3 separate regions of the Mus musculus genome follow, and all the other regions are linked to region 3. The links are chromatin contacts, called in public HiChIP or PLAC-seq and promoter capture Hi-C maps. All regions are on one chromosome and are shown on one strand. The core of a region is the stretch at or near the end of the contact, and the rest is flanking DNA. Distances in the headings are between cores, read along the strand shown.

Region 1 (2,700 bases), core at 104-2,603, 1.6 Mb after region 3:
ACTGAGCCCTTTCTTACTGGGTTCTCAGTCTCTAAATGTGCTATTCCCTCCCACACACTTCCATTTATACTACCCACTGGAGATCGGGGCTGGCATCGTTATGCCCCAGACTTTCCTGGATCTTACAACAGGTTACTGTCACAGCACAAAGTACCTTCCCTACCACAAGCCTTAACACACAGTCATGTATCAGGTGATCTGTCCCTATGCCCCACTAAGCTGGGAGCTCTTCCTCTTGCTCCCTTTGTAGTACTGGGTCCTTACACAGCAAGACCTAATACATATTTGGTACTCGAACTAACAATTGAATGAACTGACTCCTCAAGGGCAGGCACTATGTGGGCATATTTTTTTTTCCAGGAACATAACAAACTCTAGAATTCTCTGGTTTCTCTTCACACCATAAAGATCTTTCACCTTTTACTACTGATTATCAGAGAAGAGAATACATGTCTTCTTTTGAGTCTAACACTAAGAGCAAAAATATGTTGGCCGGGCGGTAGTAGCGCACACCTTTAGTCCCAGCACTCGGGAGGCAGAGGCAGGTGGATTTCTAAGTTCAAGGCCAGCCTGGTCTACAAAGTGAGTTCCAGGACAGCCAGGGCTACACAGAGAAACCCTGTCTCGAAAAACCAAAAAAAAAAAAAAAAAAAAAAAAGTATGTTCAGTTTCCTACTTCTAAGTAACTGGGTATCTTAGACAAGCAACTTAAAGTAAGTCTCAATTTCCTTCACTGTGGAATGGGGCTACATAGGAGTTCCTGACTGCCTGGTGGCTTTTAGCAAAAACCAAATGTGCAAATAAATGCATAAATAAATAAAATAAAAAGAAAAGAAAAATTACTGAGCCTTTATCACGTGCTAAGGGTTTGATGTATATTTAAAATTTTAATCCTTACAAACACCTTGTGTAACAGGTCGTTCTCCCATTCTACAGAAAAGGAAATTGAAACTTAAAAGCTAAGTAAATTGGTCAGTCATACACAGCAGTGGGTAATATTTCCGGATCCGCATTCAGGGAGGTGTCGGGACACAAGGAAATATGTCCTGAAATGAGAAGGCGAGCCGGACTTGCAGGGCGGTCCGTTTACTTTATCCTGGCCTTTTTTATCCCAGCCCGGCTTCCGTGATCCGAGCCAGCAGGAGTGGGTACCTGTGTTCTGGACGCCACCCTAGGGACCAGGAGCCCGACATTGCGGCTCCCCGTCAAGGCCCTCAGGGACGGAAGGAGCAACCGTTGCATGCTGACAGTACAGCGCCACTGCCGGAGCGCCCCAGCGAGCTGCGGTCCGCTTCTCCGCTCCCGAAAGAACAAGCACTTCCGGGTCAGGCGTCGTGCGCGCCCCCTCGCGCTAGGTTGGCCACTGCGCGTGCACGCACGACTCCCTGGGAGGCTGCCGGGCACGGGCGTCGGGGACGCGCCTCCTCCGTCGCTCGCGCGGCCGCGGGGACTCAGTGGAAACCGAAGGCGAGCGAGGGAGGAACGCGGGAAGCATGAAGAAAGGGGCTTCTTGCGAGCGGAAACAGGCGTGGATATCGTCGGGGAAGGCGGGTGCGGAAGGTGGCGGGGCAGGGGGGCGGTCGGCCGGTGGACCCCGGGGTGGGTCCCGGCTTGCCAGGCTTTCCCGCGGTCGAGTTTCTCAGTGCTCCGGAGTCCCGGGCAGTCACGCAGTCCCTCAGCTGCTCCTGGATCCCCGCCAGTCTCGCAAGTGCCCTCAGCGTCCCGCCGCCCCTAGGGCCACAAGAGGGCACCATACCACCTCCCTGTCTCTGTGGTAGATAATAAAAGTGTGGTGACAGCTCTACAACCTAGAGCTGCCACCGAGGGTGGCGAGTGGGATCCGTTCCCACAGCCATTGCGTAACAGATGACTGGTTGCTTCCTGCGGGAGATATGCCTATTAATATGTCAAGACAAATAACTTTTATGAAGGATAAATATCCCTAAACAAAACAGCAAAAGGGGCAATGCTCTGTATTTTGCAAATCTCTTTTAATATCTCACTTGATGGAAGGTAGTTGGATTCTCATACCTGTCTCAGCGTGTTTAAGTGTTCTAAAGCTGCAGTCCGCTCCCAAGAGGCAAATACAGACACAGACTCCCCAAAGCCATCTGGAGTCTCTAACTTTGAGCACTACTGCTTCAAATGTCTTTTTTGATCCCTACTTTTTGCTTTTTGCTCAGGCTCCTGTTGCAACAGTTTGTAGACATTCCCATACTTTTGTATGGAGCTCCTGATACTCCTTCAGCATCTTCAGCCCCACTGGTGGGGCTGTTACCAGATTTGTGGAGTTACTGTATTGTTGTTTACGACCATTGGTTAATGTTTGAATCCTAATCTATGGGACTGATAGTCTTTTATTAAATCAATGACTATTGCAACTTATTAGGAGGTGACAGATTTTTGTTTGTTTCTCCAAGTAATCTTTCATCATAAAAGCAATATCAGGTAGAAGAAGTCAAGCAATATAGAAAGGTAAAAATAATTCCAAATTCATTGCCCAGGAGTAACCACTATTAGAATGTGGTGACTGTTCTCGCAGAGATCAATACATGAAGCATGAATTAAACACTTTAAAAGTGTGTTGGTAATTATTGTGTGGGGGTGGGTACATGTGCCATAGTAAGTGTGTGGAGGTCTGAGGACAGCTTTGTCGAGTTAATTCTCTCCTTCCAACTTTAAATACATTCAGGGAATGAG
Region 2 (2,700 bases), core at 198-2,697, 1.2 Mb before region 3:
CATGAAGATGTCTCTGCTACTCCAATCCTCTTCTCCACTTCGTGGCCCCCTTATTATTTCTACGATGTCTGCTCTACCCTTCCCTTCCGTGAGATGCACAGCAGAAGATGGAGGGTGCCTGTGGGACCTTCTAACTTCCATGTTAAAGGCTCTGTGGCTCTCCTGGGTATCCTCTATAAAATGGCTGACCAGCTGATGCTGCCCGCTGGTCTGGACCCCTTAGTACCTCTCAGTCTGCCTCTTACCAAACCCCTCAGAGTGAGAAGACCCATGTGCCACCGTGAAAGACTGTCCTTCTATCAACTCCATGTCTTTTCTTGTCATTTGTCTCAGACTCTCCAGTGCTCCATCCCTTAAGTATGACCTCATGAAAGTCCAAAGTTCTAGCCTGCACATGGAATATAACACACCCTTAAACGTTTGAAAGTTCCAGCCTCTGAGAGTCATCAGCCCCACTTCAGAAGACAATGCTCTTCAAACTCAAAAACTGGGAAGTCATCTTTGCATGGTCTCTTGACGTATGTATGCCTTAGGCCACTGCTGGCTTATTCTTTCTTAGTATATATTTCTTTAAATTGCCAAAGCTGTTTTTTAAAATGGTTATTGTTATTATCAGTATGTGTGTGTGTATGTGTGTGTGAAATGTGTGTGGGCATGATGTGTCAGGGCATGCATGTGCCAGGCTGGCAGTGACTGTGGAGTCCAAGGACAGCTTTGTGGAGTTGCTTCTCTTTCCGTTTTTTATCTGGGTTGTGGGCATGGAACTTAGATCATCAGACCTGCACATTCAGCACTTTATCCAGTGAGCCATCTGACATTCTAAAATAGATAGTCATGAGGGTACTGGAGAGACGCGTAGTTCCCCCAATAAACTTAGGGTGAACACCCACAAAACAAACAAGAGTCAGTAAGCGACAGTGACTACAAACGCTCTTCACACCATGGATGAGCCCCTCCTCAGACTCAGAAAGCTGGCTGTTGCTAGCATGTGGGCCATCAAATTTTCTATCTTCTTGCCTTCCCAGAGCTTCACTCTTTGTCCCATCCCTGGCAAAAACCAGCCAAAGCAGGTTCCTTCACTCCTCCTACACGTTTCTTTAAAAAGCTGATCTACTTCCCTATAGCCATTGCTAACCGATTGGCACTGGTCAAGTATCCCAAGGTTTTGGTGCCTCTGAGCGCTGGAGGAGCCCTAGAGGGCAAAGAAGAGGAATAAGGCTCCGAAGGGAATCTCTTACCTCAGCTTCTGGCTGGCAGGGACAGTTATCTTATTCAGCTTGTCCATTTTCTTGAGAGAGGATGTGTCGCTGTCCAGGGGGGTGTCAGCAGCTCCTGGACTTCCTGGGGAGCAGCATGGTAAGGCTCTGGCCTCAAGAACTCAAGCCACTGGAACTGACTTCTGCGAGCAACCCACAGGCTGCTGGCAAACACCCCTGCACAGGGGAAGTAAAACTCGCTGGAGCGCATCGCCAAGTTTCATGTTTCTACGAGGTCATGTGATCCAGGGAGTCAGCCAGCCTGGCTGATTACTGTGCGTTGTGTAAACTTCGGTAGTGAAACCTTATTGGGCATGCAAATCCCTTCCAGTAGCTCTTTTATGATCAGGTGTGTTGCCAGGTTGGATAAGTTTCTGACTGAGCACTACTTCCTGTTTGTCCCAAACCTTAGGTAGTCCCTGTTTTTAGCAGATGGCCAGAGTCACCCTGCCACTTCTTAGGTACAAGGAAAAGCTGAATAATCAATTATATCTGGATGGCTCTTTGGGGGCTTTCTGCTCATTTGCATTAAGCCATGGGTTAGCCTCTTCTTCTTAAGAACTAAGACATGAAATGGACAGTTCTTGTCACCGAGGTCACAGCAGTGGTCATTTAAAATGTGATAGGTAATTCTTTGTGCAAGGTCAAGGTCACTTAGGGGTGGGGAAAGGCGACCCTATCGTATGCTGTGTGGAGTCAGGAGTTGCCTTGCTGAAAGCTTGCCATTTTCAAATAAAGACAGGATACACTCAAAAGTCAGCTGAGGACAAGCCTAGTGATTTCCCAACACATGACATCAGGCGGATGCCTCCTAACTCCCCTCCATGTCTTCCCCTCTCATCACACCCAGTGCGACATGTCAGGTGTAGGGGTATCCCAAGCACAGTGAAATCCCACACCTGCCTCTGACCCCATCTAGACAGTTCTGCTATACTCCTCGAGACAACAAAACACAAAAAACAAAAAAATGAGAGGGCGTGTTCTTTCTTCCCCTTGGACCTGAACACCCCCACCCCCACTCACCTGGCACATCCTAGTCACCTTTGTGAAAGGAGATTACGTTCTGAACATTATCAAAGGACCATCGACCTGGGTCTAAAGAATGCACGGGGGGTTGGAGGGAGACAGAGTGGAGGGATTTCAGTTATCTCTCCTGTTATAGCTTCAAGGGCCTGGCTGAGGAGAGAGTGGGAAGGAGGACCAGGCCAGAGAAGGGAGGAGAAGAGACAGAGAGCAAACCCGGATTTCTTCCCGCCCCTGCCCACCCCCACCCCCAGGTTCTTTGTTCAAAGAGGAGCTCTTCGGTCCTCCTGGTTCCTTGACTGTTCACGTTCATGCACTATATCTGAATTTGCCATTCTTCAGGATGTCCGAGAGCTGATGCCTCAGAGTGGTTGAAGGGTGAGGTCCCTTTGCAGAAGAGTAGGGCATCAGGAGAGAAATG
Region 3 (2,700 bases), core at 71-2,570:
ACTATTCCTGCAGCCAATTGGCAAGCAACTCCATTTGTATGTACTGAGGGGCTCCTACATGCCAGGCTCAGGCAAAGATGGATAAGCCAGAATAGACCAGTTTTTGATGTAGTAGACTCAGAACTAGGGATGATTCAAATGGAGGCCCAGACAAACAAATAATTGTCAATGTGGGGAGCTCAACCTTAAACCAGTAAGTGCTTAAACTGGGTATGTCTGCTGGTGAGGGAGTGTCTGGAAAATAAAGAGCATTCTGAGTTCATGTGGGAAACTTGCAGTTCATAAGTGACAGAGTTTGGACATGAGTTGGGGAAGGAAGTGGAAAAAACCCAAGAAACTGGAAGTTGGTTGGGGACAGATTATGTAATGTGCCACATTGACAGGACACAGCTCCATACTGGGTTGGGAACAGCCAGGTCAGTTGTGTAACATTGCTGAAGCACAAAGGTTGGCTCTTTGGTGGGGTGGAGAGCAGAGAAGCCATCTCTGGCTTCCTGGTCTGAAACCCTTCAGTCTTCAGGAAAAATGAAAACAACTATTGCTCTCCTGTCTTGGGTCGCGGGAAGCTTACATAGAGAGGGCCCTGTAATGTCAATGAACCTTGGCATCGTTGGGATCCTTGCCATCTAGGTCAATAGTTAAGCATACGGGACATGCCATCTCTGAGACCTAGGCCTGTCCTGACCATGTTAGGTGACATGTTTTTAATCTAAGCAAGACGCAAAGATGGCCAGGAAGGAATGGTCGAAGTGTTTGGCGTTGCTATGCTCTGTGCGCTGTGGGTAAGGCAGCTGGGCCTCCAGTGAGTGATAGTTTTCTTACACTGACCAAGAGACCTTCATGGCAAGACAGTCTGAGACCAGCTTTGGACAGGCGAGTTTGTGGTGGGCAAGTGAAGGGTACTGAGGATGTCCCAGTGAGAACAACTGTCAGTTCAGACCTCCTGCTTACTCAGGCTTGATGGGACGCCTCGATGGGAGAGAATTATGTCTCCAGTCTCCTGTGACTGGAGAGAATCAAGAGGGTCCAGCCACAGGCTGGGCAGAGGCTGTTGTAGCTTTCTTCTCGAAGACCTAAGATCGGCCAGGCCTGCGAGGCAGGAAGGGCTGGGGTGGCTCCAGATGTGGCAAACTTGGCCCAGCAGCCTGGGCAAAAGGCCTGTCATGGGCCAGGGGGGTGCGGGCATTCAGCCCTGGCTGCAGAAGGAAGGAATGGGAGCGGAGGAGAAAGGGGGGGTAGCCAGGGTGGAGGGCGCGACGGCAGGAAGCTGGGAGGCGCGAGGAGGGGTGGAGACCAACGAAGGGGACGGCCAAAGAGCGAGTAGGAGGGCTGGAGAGAGGGAGAAAAAGGAGAGAAGGGAGGAAGGGTGCCGATGAGAAGCAGCGCTGAGGACTTGAAGTAGAGGGAGGAGGGCAGGCCTCGGAGCAGCGGGAGCAGCGGGAGCAGCGGGAGCAGCGGGAGCAGCGGGAGCAGCGGGAGCAGCGGGAGCAGCGGGCCCGGGCTCGGGCCGCCCCCGCGAGCAAGGCGCCGCCATTCCGCTGCTCGGGGCGCCGCCGCCGCCGCCGCCGCGTCCGGGGGCCATGCTCCCGCCGCCCCCGCGCCAGCCGCCGCCCCAGGCGCGCACGGCCCGCGGCTCCCTGCGCCTGCAGCGGGCTTTCCTGCGCGGCCCGCTGGGCGTGCTGCGGCTGCTGCAGCTGCTGGCCGGAGCCGCCTTCTGGATCACCATTGCCACCAGCAAGTACCAGGGCCCGGTGCACTTCGCGCTCTTCGTGTCCGTGCTCTTCTGGCTGCTCACCCTGGGGCTCTACTTCATCACGCTGTTGGGCAAGCAGGAGCTGGTGCCCGTGCTGGGCTCGCGCTGGCTCGTGGTCAACGTGGCGCACGACCTGCTGGCGGCTGCTCTCTACGGGGCGGCGACGGGCATCATGATCGACCAGACGCAGCGCCACAGCTACTGCAACCTCAAGAACTACCGGCTGCCCTGCGCCTACCATGCCTTCCTGGCGGCCTCTGTCTGCGGCGGCCTCTGCCTCGGCCTCTACCTACTCTCGGCACTCTACGGCTGCTGCCGTCGCTACCAGGGCAAGGAGGAGGTGGTGTGAGGCCACCCGCTCCACCGCGGCCCAGATCGGTTTAGGGAATCCCTCCCGAACCCTTCCTGCCGCCGCCTAGTGCCGGTGTGCCCCTGCACCCTCTCCCTGCCTGCGTTTCCACTGCCCGCGCCCTGGATCCCCGACGTTCAGTTCTAGTCTGACTGCTGTACCGCAGCTCAGCCCAGATATCAGCTTCCAGGGACCCACGCAGCCATCCGAGGCGCCGACGCACACACCCAGTTGGGCCGCTTCAGGCGAAGCCTGGAAGTCCCTTTCCTCATTCCCTGTCGAGAGCTAGACGTGGACAGGCGCCGCCGCGTAGATCCGGGGGAGGCTCCCAAATTGGAACCAGTCTTTGGACTGCGCCATTGCCCCCTCCCTCCTGCCCTGCAGTCGGAAGAGCATCCCTTCCCTGCCCCCTCTTCCAGCCTAGGGAGGTGTAGAATGCAGTCAGGCAGCTGCAAGAGGAGCTGGGGACAGGCTTTAGCTAGTGCTAGGATGGATGATGGATGACGTCTTTAGTTGTAGTTTGGCTCTCTCCCTGCGCAGCCCTACGTCTACGAAGTCTTTGGGTGGAGTCAGCTACAGAAGTGGTGGATAGCAAAGG

Evidence for each region. Promoter capture Hi-C pulls out the DNA fragments that hold promoters and counts their contacts. HiChIP or PLAC-seq counts read pairs in DNA pulled down with a chosen protein or histone mark.
Region 1: a contact with region 3 is called in a FOXA1 HiChIP or PLAC-seq map of pancreatic cancer cells. The contact joins the promoter of Cutc here to the promoter of Marveld1 in region 3. A contact is called at or near these places in 2 of 39 promoter capture datasets (liver and stem cell-derived epiblast-like cells) and 1 of 115 datasets of contacts at active chromatin or transcription factors (pancreatic cancer cells).
Region 2: a promoter capture Hi-C map of liver shows a contact between it and region 3, with 2.8 times the contacts expected there. The contact joins the promoter of Blnk here to the promoter of Marveld1 in region 3. A contact is called at or near these places in 1 of 39 promoter capture datasets (liver) and 1 of 484 Hi-C or Micro-C datasets (muscle stem cells).

The regions. Positions count from the first base shown.
Region 1 is chr19:43,751,670-43,754,369 of GRCm38.p6, forward strand. Cutc (cutC copper transporter) reads left to right here and starts at 1,354. Exons shown (of 9, transcript NM_001113562.1): 1 at 1,354-1,551. The coding sequence starts at 1,494. Cox15 (cytochrome c oxidase assembly protein 15) reads right to left here and starts at 1,331. Exons shown (of 9, transcript NM_144874.4): 1 at 1,153-1,331. The coding sequence starts at 1,242.
Region 2 is chr19:40,992,774-40,995,473 of GRCm38.p6, forward strand. It overlaps Blnk (B cell linker), which reads right to left and starts at 1,448. Exons shown (of 17, transcript NM_008528.5): 1 at 1,239-1,448. The coding sequence starts at 1,285.
Region 3 is chr19:42,146,069-42,148,768 of GRCm38.p6, forward strand. It overlaps Marveld1 (MARVEL (membrane-associating) domain containing 1), which reads left to right and starts at 1,321. Exons shown (of 2, transcript NM_183195.2): 1 at 1,321-2,700. The coding sequence starts at 1,581. The coding sequence ends at 2,102.